Regions from separate parts of the Oryctolagus cuniculus genome. Here region 2 is linked to region 1. The links are chromatin contacts, called in public Hi-C maps. All regions are on one chromosome and are shown on one strand. Each heading gives the region's core, a stretch centred on a gene start, on an enhancer-like site or on the middle of the called end of the contact. The rest is flanking DNA. Distances are from core to core; before and after follow the strand shown. Region 1 overlaps SRGAP2 (SLIT-ROBO Rho GTPase activating protein 2). Region 2 holds the start of IKBKE (inhibitor of nuclear factor kappa B kinase subunit epsilon).

Evidence for each region. Hi-C and Micro-C count contacts between places; a contact is called where the count stands out from the background.
Region 2: a contact with region 1 is called in a Hi-C map of embryonic fibroblasts, with 2.3 times the contacts expected there. The contact joins the promoter of IKBKE here to the enhancer-like site in region 1. A contact is called at or near these places in 2 of 6 Hi-C or Micro-C datasets (embryonic fibroblasts and skin fibroblasts).

What each region holds. Positions count from the first base shown.
Region 1 is chr13:21,597,912-21,603,946 of mOryCun1.1, reverse strand. It overlaps SRGAP2 (SLIT-ROBO Rho GTPase activating protein 2), which reads right to left. Exons shown (of 23, transcript XM_051821259.2): 9 at 2,437-2,538; 10 at 1,215-1,412. Among named protein-coding and RNA genes, the nearest start is that of IKBKE, 73 kb to the left of the region's middle. Within about 2 kb of position 2,901, at least 2 of the 8 cell types and tissues checked have an H3K27ac peak or open chromatin away from gene starts, as enhancers often do.
Region 2 is chr13:21,670,459-21,676,399 of mOryCun1.1, reverse strand. It overlaps IKBKE (inhibitor of nuclear factor kappa B kinase subunit epsilon), which reads right to left and starts at 2,767. Exons shown (of 22, transcript XM_051821261.2): 1 at 2,629-2,767; 2 at 2,026-2,114; 3 at 385-491. The coding sequence starts at 471. LOC138845089 reads left to right here and starts at 2,248. Exons shown (of 3, transcript XM_070056217.1): 1 at 2,248-3,102; 2 at 3,435-3,612; 3 at 4,797-5,042. The coding sequence starts at 2,248. The coding sequence ends at 4,825.

The DNA.
Region 1 (6,035 bases), core at 1,652-4,151:
TATTTATTTGAGAGGCAGAGCTACAGAGAGAGAAAGATACAGAGAGAAAGGTCTTCTATCTGCTGGTTCACTCCCCAAAGATAGCACTTGGTCCATCTTCCACTGCTTTCCCAGGCTATAGCAGAGAGCTGGACCAGAAGAGGAGCAGCCAGGACATGAACTGGGGCCCATCTGGGATGCCGCTGCTGCAGGTGGCGGCTTTACCTGCTACACCACAGTGCTGGCCCCTAAATCAGTCCCTTTCAATGGTCTTCTTTAGAATTAAAAAAAATAATCTTATGAATTCTAAGTTGAACTAATTAAAAAACAGACTTAAAAATATTAGCAAATCATTAGTGTTCTTAATGAAGAAAGGACAGTGTTTAAATATGAATAAACAAATTGTTCCAGTTGGAGCAAAAATTCAATTTACAGCAGGCAGACTGAGCTTCCTGACTGAAAAACAAGTTAATTTCTTTCATTCAGAATCAGTATGCATATTCACTGGCTATATTTCATCTCACATCTGCAAACTTAATTTTTTCTTTCTTGGTCTTCAGAAGATTAGGAAACAAATTTTAGTTCAGGCAATAAATCCTACTTGGCAAGCTCAAAATAACTTAATTATTAAAAAGCTGCACTAAAGACCAGCTAGCAACCTTCCAAAGGGCTGTTAATGCCACTTAAAAAAAAAAAAGTCCATCTGTCTAAAGTAAGACTGGAGATATATGAATAACAAAGTACACTGTTTTAGAATTCTCTGCAAAACAACGTTACATATTATGATTCCCTTTGAGTTTTAGCCATAATTATGAAAAATTATTCTCCAACACATCACCTAGAACCTATATACACTTTTAAAAAACAAAGTATGTATTAGCCACAATAACTAGAAGTAGTTCCTAAAAACCAAGAGATCAAGTTCCCCTTTCCTGGTTTCATGCAGGCTGAGAAGAAAGCTTTGAAAGGAAAGCCTGCTAGCCGGTTCAACACTTCTTGAAGAGGAAAATCTTGAAGTATACTTGGGAGCATCCTTTTTCTTGGGGAATCCCTTTTAGACATACAACTTGTAGACATTTGTTGCCTTTAAATACAGGGATGGTTTTCAAGTATGCCCAGATTCAAATCCAGAACATTCAAAGCCTGCCTTTCAGACACTGGCCAAGACCTCAGAACTCTCCCTTGTGTGCTGAAGTGCCTGTTGATGTTCTTTAAAAGCCACTGAGCTCTCTTACCGTGAAATAAAACTGCTCTGTCTCTTGCTGGTTGGCTCTCCTCTTAGCAATGCTGGGTTTGCTCATGAAAGTTTCTGAAACTGTGGACTTGACAGACTCCATGGAGTTGCTGTATTGGAAGCAGTCGGACACATCAAAGTCCTCAACGGTCACAATGTCCTGGATGGTTTGCAAGGTGGCCTCCATTGTCTTTTTAACCTGCAAAGACAAGGGCCAACGTAATATACAGGGCAGGCTGCAAAATAGCAGGAGACGGAGAGGCTTAGAGAAGTGGGACAGGGAGTGGGCTGTAAAGCATGGAGGACTGCTGTCAGAGGGCGCAGCTCTGCTTCCCACCACACAGTGCTGAGTGAGAGAGAAATTTCACACGGACTGCCGCGGTGTTCTATTCTCTCCAGTAAGAACCTAAAAACCGCTGCTCCCTTTGTGTTATGTACTTGACCCAGCTCTTTTACTGAATGTTTACTTTAAAAATTTCATATTAGCTCTTCATTATAATGGAAGCACTAAAGGAAAGAGAATGAAATAACTCCAAACCAGTCCCATTGTACAAAGAACAAGCTAACAATGTGCGCTGGGCCTAGACCTGCAATTCCCCAGGTTCTGTTTCTTAACCTTGAACAAGTCGATGAACTTCTTTCCCTATTTGCATGTTGAGTGACCCTCAGTCCTTCCTGATCTTCCTGGGAAAAGTAAGACTCGCTGAGATGCAAGGTAAGAACCAATCTGAGCTCAATTGAAAGCTAGATCATCAATCATACTGCCCTTTTGAACTGGTTGTTGAAAGCAAATACACTGAGGCCAGAAAACAGTCACCCTTTCCTAAGAGGATGGAGATGTTTGAAGTGTCAAAGTCAAAGGCTTCTGTTTGTTTGAAAATGCTGGAAAAAACCAGGCATGAGGGGGTGGTTTCAGAGACACAATATTGTTCACACAGCTGCCAAGTGCCATTTTGATTAAATTGTAGAGGGGGGAAAAAAAAGCATTTTGTAAAAGCCCAAAATAGAGCACAACCTTTGGCAAGGCAAGAGCAACTTCCTGGAGTTTAAGGGCAGGATGCAGCCGAGGGGGAAAGTCCAAGCCTACATTTGGCTAGGACATGTTAGTAGCAGCCCGGACATTCTCTGCGTGCTCTTTCCACCTGCTCCCAGATGGGCAGCAGCAAGAGGTGCAGGAGGAAAACGCAGGGGCTGGGCTTGACGCTCATGGGCGGGAAACTCACCTCTTCGTTCTCAATCTTCAGAGTGGATAATCGAGACTGCAGTTGCTGGCACCTCTGCACCAGCTCGCTCTGGACAGGCTGCTGGGCACAGAGCTGGGAGGCCTGCCAGAAGACAGCAACACTAGGTCAGGTAGAGGACATAGTTCTTCTGGTGGTTCCAGAGTTCCCATTACCGCTAATAAAACGACTCATAGTCAAGTTGTAAGGCTCACAGTTGAAACAAAATCCAAAGCCAACGTGCGTGGATCTCTTCCAGGACTAAACAGCACACGAAAGGAATGAGGAGGGGGATCTGCTTAGAGAGACGAGATCTCTCTCCTTGGAGCCCATCTCTAGGCTGGCAACTGGCACAGATCTACGCAGGGTCTGCAGCCCTGTGGAAGGCTGAGGCGCTGGAGAAAAGTACCTTGGCAGCCCTAGCTCCACAAACACAATGCTTTGGCACAGAGAGGACTTCCTGCTATGGGTTCAAGTGGCCACCTCTCTGGGCCTTCCCTCACCCCACTTTGCACACCAGAGTGAAAGCAGGAGAAAAGTGGGTCAGGAGGCTAACTTGCCACTGTTGGCAGCCAGCATATGTTTAACAATCCAGGCCATGCATGAGAGCTATGACTCAAAGAAAGAGTGTGAAGGGAGGAACAAGTTTGTGGGCTGTACTAGGGGGCCCAGAGGGCATTGAATCTGGGGGTGGTTGGCATTTTCCACAGTTACCATTTTACCCCAGGTCTTCGCTCAATCCCTGTGGGAGAGGCTCCTTCCCCCAAGGATTACTGCCAATTAGCTTTCCCCTGTGTGAAGGGAAGACTGAACTGCTGTCTCCTGATGGGGGTGTGGCTTGGGCACCAGGTTACCCACAGTCCCCAGCGTGACAGATGAGGAGCAGAAGGCTGGGAGAATTGGGAGGCAAGACCCATGTGGAGGCAGTTCCTGTCGCCTTGCTGCCATGTGTCCCCTGGCCTCTTGTTTGTAGAAAGAGATCTGCATAGGACCGGCCTTCTTCCTTACCAGCAACAAGTGGGTACATTCACATGCCCATAGCCCATTCTCTGCTCAAAAGACAAAAACTCTCTTCAAATGGAGAGGGCTAGGACTCGACCTTTTCCTCCATTGGCTTTTAAACTCCCAAATGACCTCTCCCTCCAGTTAAAAGACTGGCCCAAGCCAGCTCTCAGATCTAGAGAGCTGACTTCACTCTGGCTATTGGATAAGCAGACATAATGAAGAAAGCTTGGTGGCCAGAATGGTGTAGTGCCAAAAGTGAAATTTTCTGGCTGCCTGATATCATCAGTTAGGCATTCAGAGTCCCATAACCCTCTGGGAGCAGCAAGCGTAGAGCCAAGGACCTCTCAGTAGATCTAGAGTGCTTGGCACCAGTTCACTGCTGAGTGCCCCAGAACACCAGTCGGTATGGGGTCTTGGCCAATTTCAGAGCTTCCGGTCAAAATGCCACCCGTATTCTGGCGCTACTTCAAGGACTTCCAGGCAACTCCCTCCTGTTGCTCCAGTAGTCTGCCGCCAAGCCACACTGATGGGGACGGACTGGCACAGGGATTTGCCCTCTCTCTTCCCACTCCTATGAAGGCTAGGCTGGAATGTGGAACCTTTGCAAGTTCTAGGTGTGGCCCTGGCCTCTCCCGGGTTCATTCACTCATCAGCTATATCACACAAAGGGAGGGTCCAGGCAGAAGAATGAACTATCAATCTTCAAAGTAACTCAGACCCAGCAGGGAGGAATCATGGAGGGAAAACTACTGTGGAGCCTGTTCCTTTAAGAAGCAGCGGAGCCACGGATGCATGCTTTGGCAGTGGTCCTCTACCAGGGTGCAAGGTAATATATTCCAGCTGTGCTCTGGAGTATGGAAATAAAGCTCTGACAGGGCTAGGAGGGGGCCTGAGTACCCAGCATTTGGATTCCCCCTTTATGGAGACAAGCTGTTTGGCTCACAAGACAACTCAGTCAACACCAGAAAATCTATCACTGCGCTTGGTCTCCAAGTTCCACTGATTCTTGGGAAGGAATCTCAGTGGCAGCTGGAGAGGGGTTTGGAAGGCAAATCTGACCAGCAGCCAGGGCAGGTGAAGAATGGGGCTTCCTGGGGTTTGGTGACACCCCTCCCCCAATTCTAATTGCACATGCTGCCATCTCACTTGCCCATCTGTTCAGACACTGACATTTCCTAAGCCATAGCAATGGAAGCTAACTGCAAATGGCTTGGTTTTCTCCAAGAATGAAAAGAAAGAAATCATCTCCATGTTTTTGTCTTTAGGATAGAAATGTGCCAGGCTCCACAGTGGCCTATTAATGACGGCAAATCCTCTGGTTACATTGGGTACATTGCCACTCTGGAGCACAATTTTCTAAAGTCTGGATGTCAACCTTTAGGGAAGACCATTCTGGTCTCTGGTCTCCTAGCATAGACTCCTCTTAGTAATTTGGAATGACTGCCCTCGGGGAGGGAACCTCCCACTCCACAGCTCAGGCCACTTGCTCTATTTTGGAGAATGGGACCCAGCCATACAGCAATCACTGAACTGAAGACACTTAGCCCCAGTGACTGGCTCAGGAATAAGCAAAACCAGATACAATGAGACTTCCGTGGGAGCCTTGGGGAGGAAGGCACATATGCTTTCCACTGGACTTTAGTCTACAAGGAGCTGAGGCTGAATATGTAGTCACCTTGCCCCCAGTGGATAAGGGACTAGATAAAACAGAGTTACAGACTATGAAATAGAGCTGACACACAGAGGGACGAAACCTGAGTGTTGGTAAAATTCCTGCTCCTAAATCCAACCATGCCTGAAGGTCCATCCTGATGTTCTCTATCACATAAGCCTATCTATTCTCCTGATATAACCTGTAGGTGAAATGTTGGCTCTTACCCACAGAAAACAAGGTTCACTCTTATTTGTACCCTCAACCACCAGAAGCAGAACCAACAGATTCAGAGGAATGAAAACCAAGAGGCTTCCCTTTTCTCTCATGTTAGTTCATTTAGGCCTTTCTTGTTCTGGTCGCTGAAGGTTAAGGGTCTGAAACATGCCCCTGTGTTCATGCCCTCCCGCCTGAGCAACCAGCATGGGCCTCATCTTTTCAGGAGGTACCTATTCTTTTTTGTTCAATATCTAAGCAAAACCATACCCTTTATCACAATCTTCTAAATCCATGGAATAAGATCCTTTGGAACTCGGCCAAATGACAGAAAATCACATCATCCCCCTGTTCAGCCCTCCCTCCCCATAGAGGTCTCCAGGGCCTGGCCTCACCTATGCTCTCCCCTCTTCCAGCCTCACCCCTGCGAGCTCCTCCTTTTCCACTTTCCTTTTACTATTAGTAGTTCTTAGAATACACTTAGAATACAGAGTTACAGACTATGAAATAGAGCTGACACACAGAGGGACGAAACCTGAGTGTTGGTAAAATTCCTGCTCCTAAATCCAACACACTTACTGGTGTGTGTGTGTTTTTTTTTTTTTTTTTACCTTTTTTGATCCTGCTGGGCCCCACTGGGGCCCTTCCAGAGCATATTTCTAAATCTTTCCCAGCCTCAGCTCTCTCATTCAATAGACTGTACGCTTCCTGAGGGTTCTGATCCCCACTG
Region 2 (5,941 bases), core at 1,518-4,017, 73 kb before region 1:
CCCTCCAATGGCCGCCGCGGCCAGCGCACCACGCTGATCCGAAGGCAGGAGCCAGGTGCTTCTCCTGGTCTCCCATGGGGTGCAGGGCCCAAGCACTTGGGCCATCCTCTACTGCACTCCCTGGCCACAGCAGAGAGCTGGCCTGGAAGAGGGGCAACCGGGACAGAATCCGATGCCCCGACTGGGACTAGAACCCGGTGTGCCGGCGCCGCTAGGTGGAGGATTAGCCTAGTGAGCCGTGGCACCGGCCTCACCTTTCTCTTGTCCCAACTTGTGCCCAGCAGAGGAGTCATCCCCAGGAGCCCTTCTCCCCCCCACCCAAGGGTGCACGGGCCCCCGGCCCACCCCCTGCCGCCCTTGAGGCTTGCAGGGCCTGCCCCTCACCTTGTTGCGGGCCTTGTACACGCTGGCAGTGGCACCCTGCCCCAGCAGGTCATCCGTGTGCCACAGGTAGCTGGCCGTGCTCTGCATCTCCGGCCCCGAAAGACAGCCTGCGGGGAGCCCCGGAGTTCGTCCCTGAGCGGCAGCCAGGCCCCAGGGCCCAGAGGGGCTCCATGTGGTCTTTCCACGGGCAAGAGGCCGGGGAAGTGGAAAGCACAGAAAGGTTACGTAACTTCCCCAAAAAGCACAGCACAGCACTGCACGCAAGCCCTCAGCGAGAGCACAGGTGGCCTGGCTCTCCCTGCAGCCCCTCACCAGACAGACACACCTCTCCTCTCTGTCCCCTCTCCTGGGCAATGAGGATTCTGGGGGTTTGGTGTGCAGGCCTGGGGTTGTCCCAGGAAGTAGCAATAGCGCAGGTGGAATGGCCCGGGTCAGCACACCACCCCGAATCTCCAGGATTGCAACACGAGCTGCACCAGGAGCCCCTACCCCACCCACCGGCCCGCCTGCAGGGCCCACACTTCCTGCTGCCGGGAGCTGACAGCCAGCTGGGCCAGCTCAGTGCTGCTCCAAAGAGGACAGGGCTGCAGGGGCAGGGGAGCTAGAGAGAGAGACACAGAGAGAGGGGAGGATCGGGAGGCCCGAGACCCTCAAACCCAAGGGCTCAGGAGCCCCTGGGGGGCCCCAAGACCCCTATCCTATCGCTGCTGCTGTCCTGTTCTCTCTAAAGGCCAGTTCCTCTAGAGCCTGGCGTCCAGAGTCAAGTTCAGTGGCTGTCTGAGGCCCGGCCAGGGTTGGCCTTTCTGAGATGTGCGGCAGAAGAAGTGTAAGGAGGCCGCTATCCCTAAAATACTTTTTTAAAAGAAGTTTGTTTGAGAGGCAGAGAGAAAGAGAGGGATAGAGACACTCAGGGAAACAGGCTGAGAGAGCTCTCCCCTCTGCTGGGTCACTCCCGGGATGCCCATGATGGCCAGGGGGCAAAGACGATCCCGGAGCCAGGAACCCCACCCAGGTCTCCCCCGAGCCTGGCAGGGACCCCGTCACGGGAGCATCACCCGCGTCCTCCGGCAAGGAGCTGGACTCGGGAGCCGGGAGCCAGGGTGGGGAGTCAAAGATGCTGGACACAGCAGCTTCATGTCCGGACCAGACACCGGCCACTTTTCCCTTCAATACGGTGGGGAAGGCTGGGCTGGGCTAGACGGGGCCTCTTCAAACTGCGGGCTGCCCTGCCTGCCCTGGGAGGATGCACTGGTGCCTACGGTGAGCTGGCCAGTCTTTCCTGGGGGCTGAGCGGGAGTCGCCATCGAGGCCAGAGCTGTGAGGCTGGGGCAGAACCTACTGGTACCAAAGCCAGGGGCCCAGCCTGGGGAGCCAGCAGGCAGCAGACTTTACCCCCTTCAGCATCCTCCCCAGGGCCAGCAAGGGACCTGGGGCCGGGCAGAGCAGAGCTGAACACCCGGGGTCGCGGGCAGTGTGGTGCAAAGGGCAGAGCCCAGGCCAGGGTGGCCAGTCCCTGGGTCTGTACGCTCTGCGACCACTCCCTGCCCCCACCCCTGCACCCGGCAGAGGGGCTGGGGAGCTGCCCGCCCACCCACCACCGCTCCCGCCTCCTGGGGCTCCAGCGCGGCCAAACGCACTCACCGCACGCTCTGAGCTGGAGTCAGGCCCAGCCTCTCCCTGGCGAGCGTGTGTCCGGCTTCCTGTGTGCGGCGGCGAGCCCAGGAGCTGAGCTGCACCGGAAAGAGGAGGGCGGATGAGACGCAGCCTTGGGTGCTGTGTGATCTTTCAGTCTCCATCAAAGGCCACCAGCCTCAGCCCATTAACCCTTTCCTGTCGGTCACCTCCCCCACGGGGCGGGGGGGGATGGGGGTGGTTTCCAGTCCTTTTCCCCAAGCGGTTCCGGGACCCTTTCCGGGCCACGCCCTCTCCTGGGACTCTGGCCAGGGAGCAGGGCCCCAGGGAGAGGTGAGGGCAGGCAGTCGGGGGCATCAGGCAGCGGAGCCTGGGAAGAGAGCCCTGTTGACCACGGGCAGCGCCCTAACCCGCGACCCTGCCAGCCTCAGGCCGGCTTCCCACGCGAGCACAGGACGCCACGGCCCTGCGCGCGGCCCTGGCCTGGCCGCCCCTCCCCCGCGCAGCAGCCCACTCACCCCATCTCCTGCCTCAGCGGGCGGCAGGAGGGGAGTGCGGGCTTGCGGGAGGGGAGCGCGGCGCCCCGGGCTCTCGGGGCTCCCTGTCACTCACTGGCAGCTCCACAGCATCCTGGGCCCAGAGGCAGCGCCCGATGAAGCGGCCCGGTGGCGCCCCAGGAGCGGGGGCTGTGGGGTTTCCGCGGGACACTCAGCTCGGCACAGCACAGTGCGGTGGCTCGCAGCTCTCACACTTCCTGATTTCGTTCTCTCTTGCTCCCTCGGGCTCCCTTTCGCTCTCTCTCTCTTAAAGAGACAGGCAGCTTGGCTGCTGCCAACCACACCTGCCGGCTGGAGGAAGAGTGTGAGGTCCAGAGGCCTGAGCTGCAGTGGCACGCGGCTGGGTGCCTCCCTGCCCCGATTGCGTTCACTGGAGCAGAGAAGTTCAAAGCTCTGCCCAGCGTCTACAGAGCAGGCAGGACAACTCGGCCTGGTGGAGAGCTTCCTGGGAAGCCAGCACCCACAGCTGGGAGACTCACGGAGGCTCAGGCCCCCTGTCCAGGTCCAGCCACTCCTTGGACTCAGCACGGTGAGCACGCAGAGGCCCAAGAGTACGCGCCGAACCAGGGCATGCGCTCCCTGGAGACCCAAGGAGAGACGCGTGGCCGGGAGCGATATTTGGAGAGCGCAGGAGCCTGGAAGGCATTTTGTGGGCAGATACTGGGGGCCCTGAGACCCACACATCTCGAGGGATTTGCGCAGGGTCCTCAGAGACACTGGAACACGCCAACCTCCCAGCCAGGGTGTGTCGGGGGGGTGGGGTTGTGGCTCTGAGAACGCAGCCGGACAACCAGGAAATTCCATGTTTCTGTAGTGTTGGGGGGACTTTCCCACGGCAACACCTGGTGGTTTCTCTGCCAGCCCCGCCCCGTCGCAGTGACACCAGGAAGGAGCAGAGCCTTGCCTCACCTCCTGCTCAGAGATGCACCTGCTGATAAGGCGGAACAGAGGCCCGGCTGCAGGCGCTCCCGGCAGAGCCAGAAGGAAAGTCCGAGATCGTCCTGCCCCACCCACCACTCCCCGATGCACCTGCTGGCAGGTGGGAGAGCTGTGCTTCCTGGGTGCCTTGGTGCACTTCCTGGGTGATCCGGGTGGGGCAGGGGACCCCACCAAAGCTTTTGCAGGGTTGCCTCCTCCCTCCCCCCCAGCTCCTGCCTCCGATAAAGGGATTGGGGGAAAAGCAATCCTTCCATGAATCTGAGTCCCTGAGTAGCCATGAGGGGCAGATCCCCCCCACCCCCCGCAATCTCCGCTGGCCCACAAGGGACATTCAGCTTTGCTGAGAAATCAGCCAGTGTTGATTTCGGCTACTGAGTTTTGCAACATGTCCCAGCTGATCCTTGCCATCAACCCCTTTCTGGGATGAACCTACTGAGGCCTTACCAGCAGCCCTTCTTTCCTCTCCAGGAAGCCCAATCTCTCGTTCACAGTGTGGTCAGCCCCTTCGAGCAACAAACATGTGCCACCTCTGAGAGGCAGGCACACCTGCGCTAAGCTGGAGGGTGTAGCCCTCAGCAGAGGCCGGCTTTGTGGACCCTGGCAGCGGGGCTGCAGGGTTGGCGGGGGTCAGGGGGCCAGAAGTGTTGGCTAGAGGCAGGGCTGCATGACCAGACTTTGCAAAGAGGGGAGTGGGGTAGAGGAGAGGGAGGCAGCATGGAGGCAAGAACGGAGTGGGGCTGGTTCAGGACCTCACCCCACCCCCACCTGCTGTCTGTGGCAGGCCAGGGTGGAAGGGGGCCTGCGATCAAGTTCCCCTGAGCCTGACCTGTGGGTTCACATCCTGTGCGGCCAAGATGAAGGAACCTCTTGCCGGGGCCCCAGCTGGGCAGCGTGGCCAGGATTTGGTCTGGGCAGGTGCGGGCGCCTGGTGAGCATCGGCAGGGCAGAAGTCCGGGAGAGTCACGCTTTCCCGGGGTGGGGGCTCTGGAGCCCTGGAGACCGAAGCAGCCATCAAAGGCAGCACAAGGAGCAGAGGCCGGGAGAGGGGGTCCTTGGGGGCAGCTGTGAGGGAAAACACGGCAGATCTGCCTCCAGCGGCCGGGGCTCTGAGGCTTAACTTGGGTCACTTACCCTGGGTGACCTTGGGGCAAGTCATCCAACCCTTCTCCTAGGGTTGGTGTGAAAACAAAAGATGATGGTGCAGTAGATTAACGCTCTGGCCTGAAGCGCCCGCATCCCACATGGGCGCTGGTTCTAGTCCCGGCTGCTCCTCTTCCAATCCAGGTCTGTGCTATGGCCCGGGAAAGCAGTAAAAGATGGCCCAAGTGCTTGGGCCCCTGCACCCATGTGGGAGACCCGGAAGAAGCTCCTGGCTCCTGGCTTCGGATTGGTGCAGCTCCAGCAGTTGCGGCCATCTGGGGTGTGAACCATCGGATGGAAGGCCTCTCTCTCTCTCTGCCTCTTCTCTCTCTGGGTAACTCTGACTTTCAAATAAATAAATAAAATCTTTTATATACATATAAAAAAAGATGATGTGCCTAGTACCTGGCATTTTGTCATCTCTTCTACCCCTGCCTGGCCGGAAGCAATTTTTCCCAGCCCAGGAAAGGAACAGGGCAGGGTGGGGATGCAGTGCTGAGCACGGCCGTGGGTCCTCAGGGCCGGTGGAGGCCAGAGCCAGCCCTGGCCAGGAGCGTGTGGGCAGAAGGAGGGGCAGCTCCCCCAGGCAGCGCGCGGCCCCCAGGCCCCTGTGCGACCTCTGTCCTGGTTCCTGGTACAGAAGAGAGAGCATTTCCCGCCATTCTCTCCCACACTCTGAGCTCAAGCCTTCGCCTTCCGCCTTCCGCGGCTCTGGAACCCAAGCGGCGCTGAACAGGGAGTGCAGCCACTGCCTGCTTCCCCACTGAGACAGCGGGAAGTGCGTCTCCACCCGGCCAACCTTGCCACCCGCGCTCTGCAGCTCACCGTTCAGGCCCAGGGCTCCTGCCCTCTGACCACACTGCCTCTCCGCTGCTCATCTCAAAAACCAAAGCCTGCTCCCACAGCCTCTCCTGAAGCCCCTTCGCTGAGACGCCCTCGATTGAGTCTTCCTCCCTCCCCACTGGCTGCCCATTCAGACTCACGTCCCCTCTACTGAAAACAGTCATGTCGGGGTCACCTTTCTACACGTCAACACCCTCCCCCGCCCGCGACACTTCCGTCTCTGAACCACACCCCTCACAGTCACTCTGCAGGATTTCTAGTCATTGGCACCCTCTCTTTTGTTCATCTACCCGTTTTTCCCAGAGATCTCATGATTTGAATGCGTCTGTCATCTAATAGCTGCCAAGTTTGCTATCAAGCAGGATCTCTCCCTGGAACCCGCAGGCTGTCAGCCTGTGTCACCCCCAGCCCCGGGCCCAGGCCGACCCCTCTCGTCTTCCTGCTCA